Regions from separate parts of the Mus musculus genome. Here regions 2 and 3 are each linked to region 1. The links are chromatin contacts, called in public HiChIP or PLAC-seq maps. All regions are on one chromosome and are shown on one strand. Each heading gives the region's core, a stretch centred on a gene start, on an enhancer-like site or on the middle of the called end of the contact. The rest is flanking DNA. Distances are from core to core; before and after follow the strand shown.

Evidence for each region. HiChIP or PLAC-seq counts read pairs in DNA pulled down with a chosen protein or histone mark.
Region 2: an HNF4G HiChIP or PLAC-seq map of pancreatic cancer cells shows a contact between it and region 1. The contact joins two enhancer-like sites. A contact is called at or near these places in 12 of 39 promoter capture datasets (3T3-L1-derived adipocytes, the C10 cell line, the HPC-7 cell line and 9 more), 45 of 484 Hi-C or Micro-C datasets (B cells, the BV-2 cell line, the C2C12 cell line and 31 more), 6 of 115 datasets of contacts at active chromatin or transcription factors (bone marrow-derived dendritic cells, cardiomyocytes, embryonic basal ganglia and 2 more) and 1 of 9 other capture datasets (liver).
Region 3: an HNF4G HiChIP or PLAC-seq map of pancreatic cancer cells shows a contact between it and region 1. The contact joins two enhancer-like sites. A contact is called at or near these places in 1 of 39 promoter capture datasets (embryonic stem cells) and 3 of 115 datasets of contacts at active chromatin or transcription factors (cardiomyocytes, embryonic basal ganglia and pancreatic cancer cells).

Annotation. Positions count from the first base shown.
Region 1 is chr4:11,647,297-11,649,880 of GRCm38.p6, forward strand. It overlaps the pseudogene Gm11833. Among named protein-coding and RNA genes, the nearest start is that of Gm35884, 28 kb to the right of the region's middle. Within about 2 kb of position 1,290, at least 3 of the 459 cell types and tissues checked have an H3K27ac peak or open chromatin away from gene starts, as enhancers often do. A contact at or near this core is called in pancreatic cancer cells, where this site is marked.
Region 2 is chr4:12,016,316-12,018,899 of GRCm38.p6, forward strand. No RefSeq gene overlaps it. Among named protein-coding and RNA genes, the nearest start is that of Gm46844, 3.6 kb to the left of the region's middle. Within about 2 kb of position 1,301, at least 35 of the 459 cell types and tissues checked have an H3K27ac peak or open chromatin away from gene starts, as enhancers often do. A contact at or near this core is called in pancreatic cancer cells, where this site is marked.
Region 3 is chr4:11,989,448-11,992,031 of GRCm38.p6, forward strand. All of the region lies in intron 4 of 1700123M08Rik (RIKEN cDNA 1700123M08 gene), which reads left to right. Among named protein-coding and RNA genes, the nearest start is that of Gm52722, 4.5 kb to the right of the region's middle. Within about 2 kb of position 1,289, at least 163 of the 459 cell types and tissues checked have an H3K27ac peak or open chromatin away from gene starts, as enhancers often do. A contact at or near this core is called in pancreatic cancer cells, where this site is marked.

The sequences.
Region 1 (2,584 bases), core at 40-2,539:
TCTGGATCAATATCAATCCTGAGAGCATGGAGAGTTGCTTTGAGATGGGGTCTCACTGCATAGTCCTGGCTGACCACGAACTCACTATGTAGACCCGGCTGGCTTTGAAATCACAGAGGCAGAAATCAACTGCTTCTGCCTCCAGAGTGCTGGGATTAAAGGCATGCACCATCATGCCTGCACTGTTTTTGAGTCAGTCATATGTAGCCCAGGCTAGCCTCAAACTCACTATGTAGCTGAGGTTGACTTTGAATTCCCGAATCTCCTGCCTCTACCTCCCAAGTGATGGGAAAGGATTTTTTTTTTTTTTTTAAATCTTGGCACTGACCCCTTGGGTCACAAGTCTAAGAAGCTATTTAATTAGTCTCAACTTGCCCAAACAGTTAAGACTGAGGCTGACCCATTAATAGCTTGTTTTACTAGGACAGGTTACTCAGCTAACAGAAGGGCATGCTTCTGAGATGATGTGTGTGTCTAGACCCAGCTGTGATGAGCTTCTAGTTTGAGTGTTGGGAAGAGTTGGCCATGGGAGAGGGGGCTTTGTGAGCCATAGCTACTGCTCTCCCATGGCTAGAAGTGCTGAATGAAAAGCTCCAACAGAGGAGTGGGGGAAACTTTAAAGCATTTGGAATGCTGGAGTTTGCACCTACTGTTTGGATATTCCAGGCAAGTGCTACCATTGAGGCACACTCCCAGCCTGAAGCTATTTACCAATATATATTCTACTCAGAAGAGGGTCTTGTGTAACTAATAGTTTAGGTTTAGGCAGTTCGAATTGATGTCTTACTGAGGCCACCTGCCATGCTTTAACACCTCTCTACAGTTTGAGCAAGTAGAGTCCAACAGGATAATCATTACCAACAGTCTCCAGGATGATGGCCCAGGGTGAGCAGGAGTAGAAGGTCAGTAAAGATCAACCATGACGAGAAAGGTGCTTCAGGTACCCAGCCAGACCCAGGTGAACTTTTCATCACCATAGTGGACAAACTGGTTTCTGTTCATTCATTGTGGAGCAAGTGCTTGTGTTATTGTTCTGCCGAGTTCGGCAGCGGTGGGTGATGTACAGACATCATGCCTCTGGCTCTAGTCACAGAAACGCTAGAAGGACTCCTGGAGGATTATTTTTTGGAGATTTTAAAAGTTTGAATCTTTATATTTTCTCCACATTTCACTCTTTGCCGCTCTCATTTTTCATTCCTTTATCTTCTAATAAAGGCAATAAAAGTATTAGGTTTGGGGTGGGGGAAGAGAGAGATGGCAAATCAATAAAGGCCACTTGCTGCTTGTCAGCTTAGTCATCGGAAAGGAGGGAGGCTCGATTGAGAAAGTGCTTCCCACAAGATCTGGCTGTAGGTAAGCTTGTAGGGTGTTTTTTTTAATTAATAACTTATGGGGGGAGGGCCCAGTCCATTGTGGGTGCTTTTATTCTTGGGCTGGTGGTTCTGGGTTCTCTAACAAAGCAGGCTGAGGAAGCTATGAGGAGCAAGCCAGTAAACAGCACCTCTCCATGGCCTCTGTCTGCATCAGCCTCTCTCCAGGTTCCGGCCACGTGTGAGTTCCTGTCCTGACGTCCTTCGATGATGAACTGTGCTATGGAAGCATAAGCTGAATAAACCTTTTCTCCCCCGAGTTGCTTTGGTCATGGTGTTTCATCACAACAATAGAAGCCCTAACTAAGACAAGTTGGTTTCAGGATAGTGGAGTATTGCTGACCATGTTTTGGGGAGGACTGTGGAAGGACTTTGAAACTTTGGGCTAGAAGATCCATTGGCTGTTCAAAGCTTGGCGAGCTGTTCTATAGGAGCTTGGAAGACAGGAAGGCTGAGACCCAGCTTTTGATGTTTCGGGGAGGTGTAAGGATTCTATTGGGGTCATTCGTTATTCTGAATTAAGGTTCTGTGGTTTTGGGTAATTGAGGCTGAAGAATCTCTCATGATTAGCCAGCAAGACATCAGAGCTACTGACATGAAACCTCTGCTTTGCTGGGACCCTTGGTGCTGGTTAGCTGAGCTGAAGGTGATTAAGAAGGTGACATCTTCTGGGAAGTGTTTCCTGAGAGTCAGCACACAGAGGTGGCCAAGGTTGTACCTTATGCTAGCAGCCAGACTTGGCAGTTTAAGGGTCACCCAGTGTAAGTGGTACTGGTTAAGAAGGCATGAAGGGGTCATAGAGAGCATCTGAGACTGGCCATGTGAGAGGCCAGGAGAGGCCATTGGTGAGAACCTCAGTAGCAGTTGAAGGCCCAGGTCTGAAGGAGTCATGCTGAGATGCAGTGCACCTATGACAAATCAGCTAAACTCGATGCATCTCCATCATCCATTCTTTTCCACGAATAAGGTGCCTCTGAGCCTTTTTTGTTGTTATGACAAAATCTTGGGAAATGGAGCCTGTATTTCTTGCTTTTCTCTCACATCTTCTCATTAAAGAGAACTTCGGTCAAAACAAGGGGACCCATGGCTTTACATCCAGTTTTTCAGCTTCATTGACAATTTATCAGATGAATAAATAACGCTGTCTTCTTATCCAACAGGATGTTTTCATGCCCTTCTACAGTTCTTGCCAAATCCTAGCTGAGTGTCAGGCA
Region 2 (2,584 bases), core at 51-2,550, 370 kb after region 1:
AACACATACACACTTCATTTCATTTCATGTTTGAAGTAAAGTATTTTAAATGCTATTTAAGAATGGAGGCTTCCCCATAGGGGAAGGACATTCTCTTTGGCCTGTTTATCTGAGACTCTGGAGCCTGTCTCTCCCAGAACTCTTGTACACTGGGTGTAGCCTGGGACTTGCTCTGTCCCGTGGAGTATGTTCAGAATGAGGTACTTTCCTTCCTCTGTCCCTTTGAAAGTTCTGTGTGACTCTGTTTCCTGAGTGACACAGGATTCAAACAGTCCCCTAAAGAGAGTCAAAGTCACAAAACAAGTGGCCACATGCCAATCATATATGTGCATGTGACTGTGAACTTTGAGAAGTTAAGAAATAAAATTTCATTATCTTAAGTCAATAAAGTTTGAATATTTATGTCTAGTGGCTCTCAATACATTGTCCATTGCCTGTTCTTTTATCTTTGCCCCCTTTCTTGTTCCTATTATTTCTCAGTGTGTGTGTGTTGTGTTGTGTGCATGTGCGTGTGTGTGTGTGTGTGTGTGTGTGTGTGTCTGTGTGTCTGTGTGTCTGTGTGTGTGTGTGTGTATGTTAGCCAGAGGTTTATACTAAGTGTCTCCCCTTATCTTTCGGTTGAGTTACACTGATGGATAGTGAGCTCTGGGGATCCACCAGTCTCCACATCCCTGGGGTTAGACTTACAGATGTATGCCAGTGTGCCTAGCTCTTAAATGGGTGCTGTGGATCTGACTCAGGTTCAAATATTTTCATAGTAAGCATTTACCCATGGAATCATCCCCCTAGCCTGTAGTTCTGTCTCCGTGACTAAATTAAGGTGTCTGTAGGTGGACGTAGGAATAAAGCCTTCACTATGTTGAAATGACAATCAGACTTGATTAATTAGGAGAAAAAGTTTAACCAATTCAACTTTTCCAGAATCTTGCAATTTGAATACTTAAGATAATTTTTGTTGAACAACCGTTTGAGTAGAAAGTAACCATCTAAGTCCCATGTGATTAATTCTCTTTGGGAACTTTGACAAATATGGTTATCTCCACACTAATGACTCAGCAGATGTGTACATGACAACTCTTTGCCGATACACATTAACACCATTGTACACAGACTTGCAGATCAATATTAGCCAGAGCACTCAGCTGACCCTGGGTGGCTGTATGGCTTCTGGACACGGTAGCCTGCTGTCTAGCTGCTGGGAAAGACATCTGAATGGGAAAGGCTCAGAACAGATTATGACTAGCTGAGACTTCCAAAAGAATTCACGGTTCAAGAGTGCTTTAAAGAGCAAACAACCCTCCCAGCTAAAGTTAGGGACTGACCTTGCTTGAGACCTTGTAACCACATTCTTTCAGCTCTGGTGTGGTAGTTAACCCTTTCTTCTCCTTGCCATTTTCTCCTCCCCATAGATGGTAGCTCTGAAACTGGATTCAAGGGAACCCCATCCCAAGGCTACGTCAAAAAATGGGCCCCATGAACTCATTCTGGATTGAACCAGAAAAAGCCAATTTTGTTTCGCTTTGCAAATTGTGTTTTGACATAGGGATTTGCTTTCCTTTGAGAGTGGGTACACCCACCCCCATGGCCTTACAGATTTCACTCCATAGAGTTAGGTTTCATAAGAAGGCCACATCAACTCCTAGTTTTAGCCTCACAAACGCCCAATGCTGTCCTTATCTGAATTCAGAGCACATTACTTCCTGAGCCCCCACACACAGGCCCACTCACATTCTCCCATCTTCGCTTGCTGGATGTCTCATACACACCTCCTCGGAGTATTCCTGGAATAAATCACATCACCATGCCTACTCTTCTTTCCTAATTGATGACATCACCACCTTCCTGATGATTCAGCACAACGCTCTGAACCCCACCGAACTCTCTTATCTACTTTGCCCACGTTCAGTCAGTTCTGTCTGTGAGCTGTCCTACTTACCTCTAAATGGTCTTCCTCTCCATCCCTACTGCCCCTGGCTTGGTGTGGGACCTGCTCATCAATCTTCGCCCACCATTACAAGACTCCAATCAACTCTCCTAGCAATCTGTGGCATGGCCACCCTGACCATTCTCTAAACCACAATAGAAATCATAACAGTTGCTACTTGGTTGCAACTTTGTAGCCAACAAACCGCTTTCTTGTACATTCTCACACTTAGATCTCATAATATTCTATCTCAAGCTTTCTTTTAATAGGATATTTTGTTAATTTTTGAGATTTCCATTTAATGTATTTTGATCATATTCACCTTCTACCCCCCTCCCAGCTAATTCCCCCAGACTGCAGCGCACACTTCCCACATCCCACCCTACCCAGGCTGCTAGCTGTTCTCTTGCTCTCTTTTTTAAAATAACCTACCAAGTCAATTTGTGCCAGGCCTCCACTGGAATGTGGTCTGCCTACCAGGGGCCTCCCTGACTTCCCCTCCTCCGCAGATTGGAGTGAGAACTCATGAGGCCCTCCCCAGCTCTGTGCTACAATGTCTGCTGGCTTAGTCTTGGGCAGGTCTTGTACAGGCAACCACAGTGCTGTGTGTGTTCATAAATACAGACCCTGTCATGTCCTGAAAACACTTTTGCTCTGGTC
Region 3 (2,584 bases), core at 39-2,538, 340 kb after region 1:
GTTGATCACTACGTTCACGGGGTTAAAAGGGCTGAAGTTAGAAAGTTGGAAGGAAGTGAAAGTAGATTAAGTAATAGGTGAGTAAACACAGGTTTACAATGGCATAAGCCAAGTCTTTGCATAAAGACTCATTGAGCCACTTTGCATACTGGGTCTCTGACTTCTAGCCAGCTATCTACCCAACGCATATCATTAATGCTAATAACAGCACACCTTCATTAGCTGCTACTGTGGGAACAAGGAGTATGTGTGAGGCATTGAGCTAGGCAGTTTGCATATATCTCTTCATTTAACTCAGAGGAGAAAAAGAAAAGTCTGTGTTCACTGTTCCCCAAAGTTAAGGTGGTCATGTTTACATTAGCCTGCAGAATGGAGAATAAGAATTGGTCTGAAGGTGTTGTGGCTATCCATGTGTACATACAAAATTGCAATTATGTATTTTTTAAAATGAAGGATGAAATCACTTGACCTCAAACCTCAGAGTGTCCCAATAAAACTGACCCACAAAACTCCTGCTGAAGTCCAGCCTGGCTTTACACCGATGGGTTAACAGAGAGAGGCCACAAGGCTTCAAAGCCCTTCCTCATACCAAGCTTTTTAATGGATGAGTCATAGGAGAAACCTGCAGCTTTGGGCCACAGTGGAAATAACTCATTTCCCCAGTTGCTCAGCAGCAAAACATCAAGGCCAACTGCCTGTACGGTCTAATGGTGTCAAGCACTTTCTTTTCTGGTCTTTGCATTGCTTTTAACATAATGAAACCAACTTTTGTTATCCCCTCTGGAGTTTCATTCTTAAGATCCTATATTTAGGTGTTTTCTCCTCTTGCTTAATAGGAGTCAGGATAAGAAACTCACCAGGCCTAAACTGTCAACTGCCAAAAATAAATCTGTTTTCCCTTTTAATCTTCGCATTAGATTTTGCCAAGCTTCATTACAAAACATGACTAACTACTCTATGGTTTTCACACTGTATGAGCTACAGAGCTTGACTTTCAAAACCCTGAGTGTGTGTTTAGTCATCATTGAAAAAAAAGAGCAGAGAATATTCTCTTGAACTTCTATCCTGTTTAAAATGTTAATTTCACATTAAACCATGCCATCAATGGATACTGATATCATGGGAATCAATGAACCTAGAAGTACCAGGCAGAATACGTATGTTCTGGAACTTTCTCCAGTATGAAATCACGCAAGGCTCTTCAGGCCTTTCAGTGTAACTGTTTCCTCCAGATTGAAACTTCCCTTCCTGGAGGAAATGGGGAGTGGCTCAGAGGACGCGGAAGGCTTGGAAAGTTACAAGATTTGTGAGACTCCTTCCCAAGTTGATATTGCTGGGGTGGGGTGAGGGCTGGGTGGAGGCCTGTAAGACTCTTTTTTTCAGTGCAGCTGCAGCATGTTGGGCAGGGGGCTCTCAGGGATACACTTTTCCTGAGTCATCACCCATGCTGGGGTGATCTTTTCAATGCTGTGGCTGCTTGTGTGCCACCCCTACCCCTGTGGATAACCCCAATAAACTGACTGGGTCAACATAGACCTTGGTAAAATCCTTTCTTTGATCACTCATTGGCACCGTATCTGGAATGAATGAACATTGCAGACCTCTCACGAGGAAAAGTCACACAACAAAGCCCAGTTAGAAACTGATAAGAACTTTTACAAAAATAAATTTTATGAAAACAAGGCCACAGTGTATATGGTTGCTAGGAAAGACAACATGTTTACTAAACAAGACATCTCTGCTGCTTAGTTTTTGTTGACTTGATACAACCCAGGGTCATCTGAGAAGAAGGAACCTCAGTTGAGAAAATGTATCCATTAGACTGACTTTGAGGCAAATCTGTGGGACATTGGTTAGATTGCTGAGGAGTAGCCCAGTAAGGGTGACACCATCCCTGGACAGGTGGGCCTCAGCAAGGCCCATTCCTTCATGGCCTCTGCTTTATTTACTTTCTGCTTCTAGGTTCCTGCCCTGACTTCTCTCAGTGATGGACTGTGATACAATAGACACGTTCCTTCCCCAAATTGCATTTGGTCATCATATTTTATCATATCAGTAAAACCCTAAGTAGGACAACATCTAAAGAGAAGTCTGCCTTGGGGGATGTAGTACAGCTTCAATCTGTTTCCTTTGTGCCTTGCATCTTTTTACCACACCTTCATGTTCCTACTTATATTCAGAATTCCAGCACTCAGGGCCCGAATTCCTCTTATTTGCTAGATCCCTGGGGTCCAAAGCTGAAACTGTGAAGCCTTCTATCTAGTGATAGAAATAGGTGCCATGAAAAGATTCATTCCTGCCACAATGGAGAACACTCTTTCATACAGAATGGAGCATAACTGGGGCTGTATAACTTTGGGGATGGACATGTTGATGAAGTGACACTTAAGATGGATTTCAAATGCTTGCTAGCACTTATCCAGCCAGAGAGAGAATGGGGAAGGGCACAGCAGAGAATGGAGATGGTTGGTGCAAGAGGTACAAATGTCTGAGGGATGGGGTGTCTTTAGCATGGTGATAGTGGTAAAGAGGGGACTAAGAAAAAGAAGAAAGTCAAACCAGATGCTGAATGCAAATTTCAAAA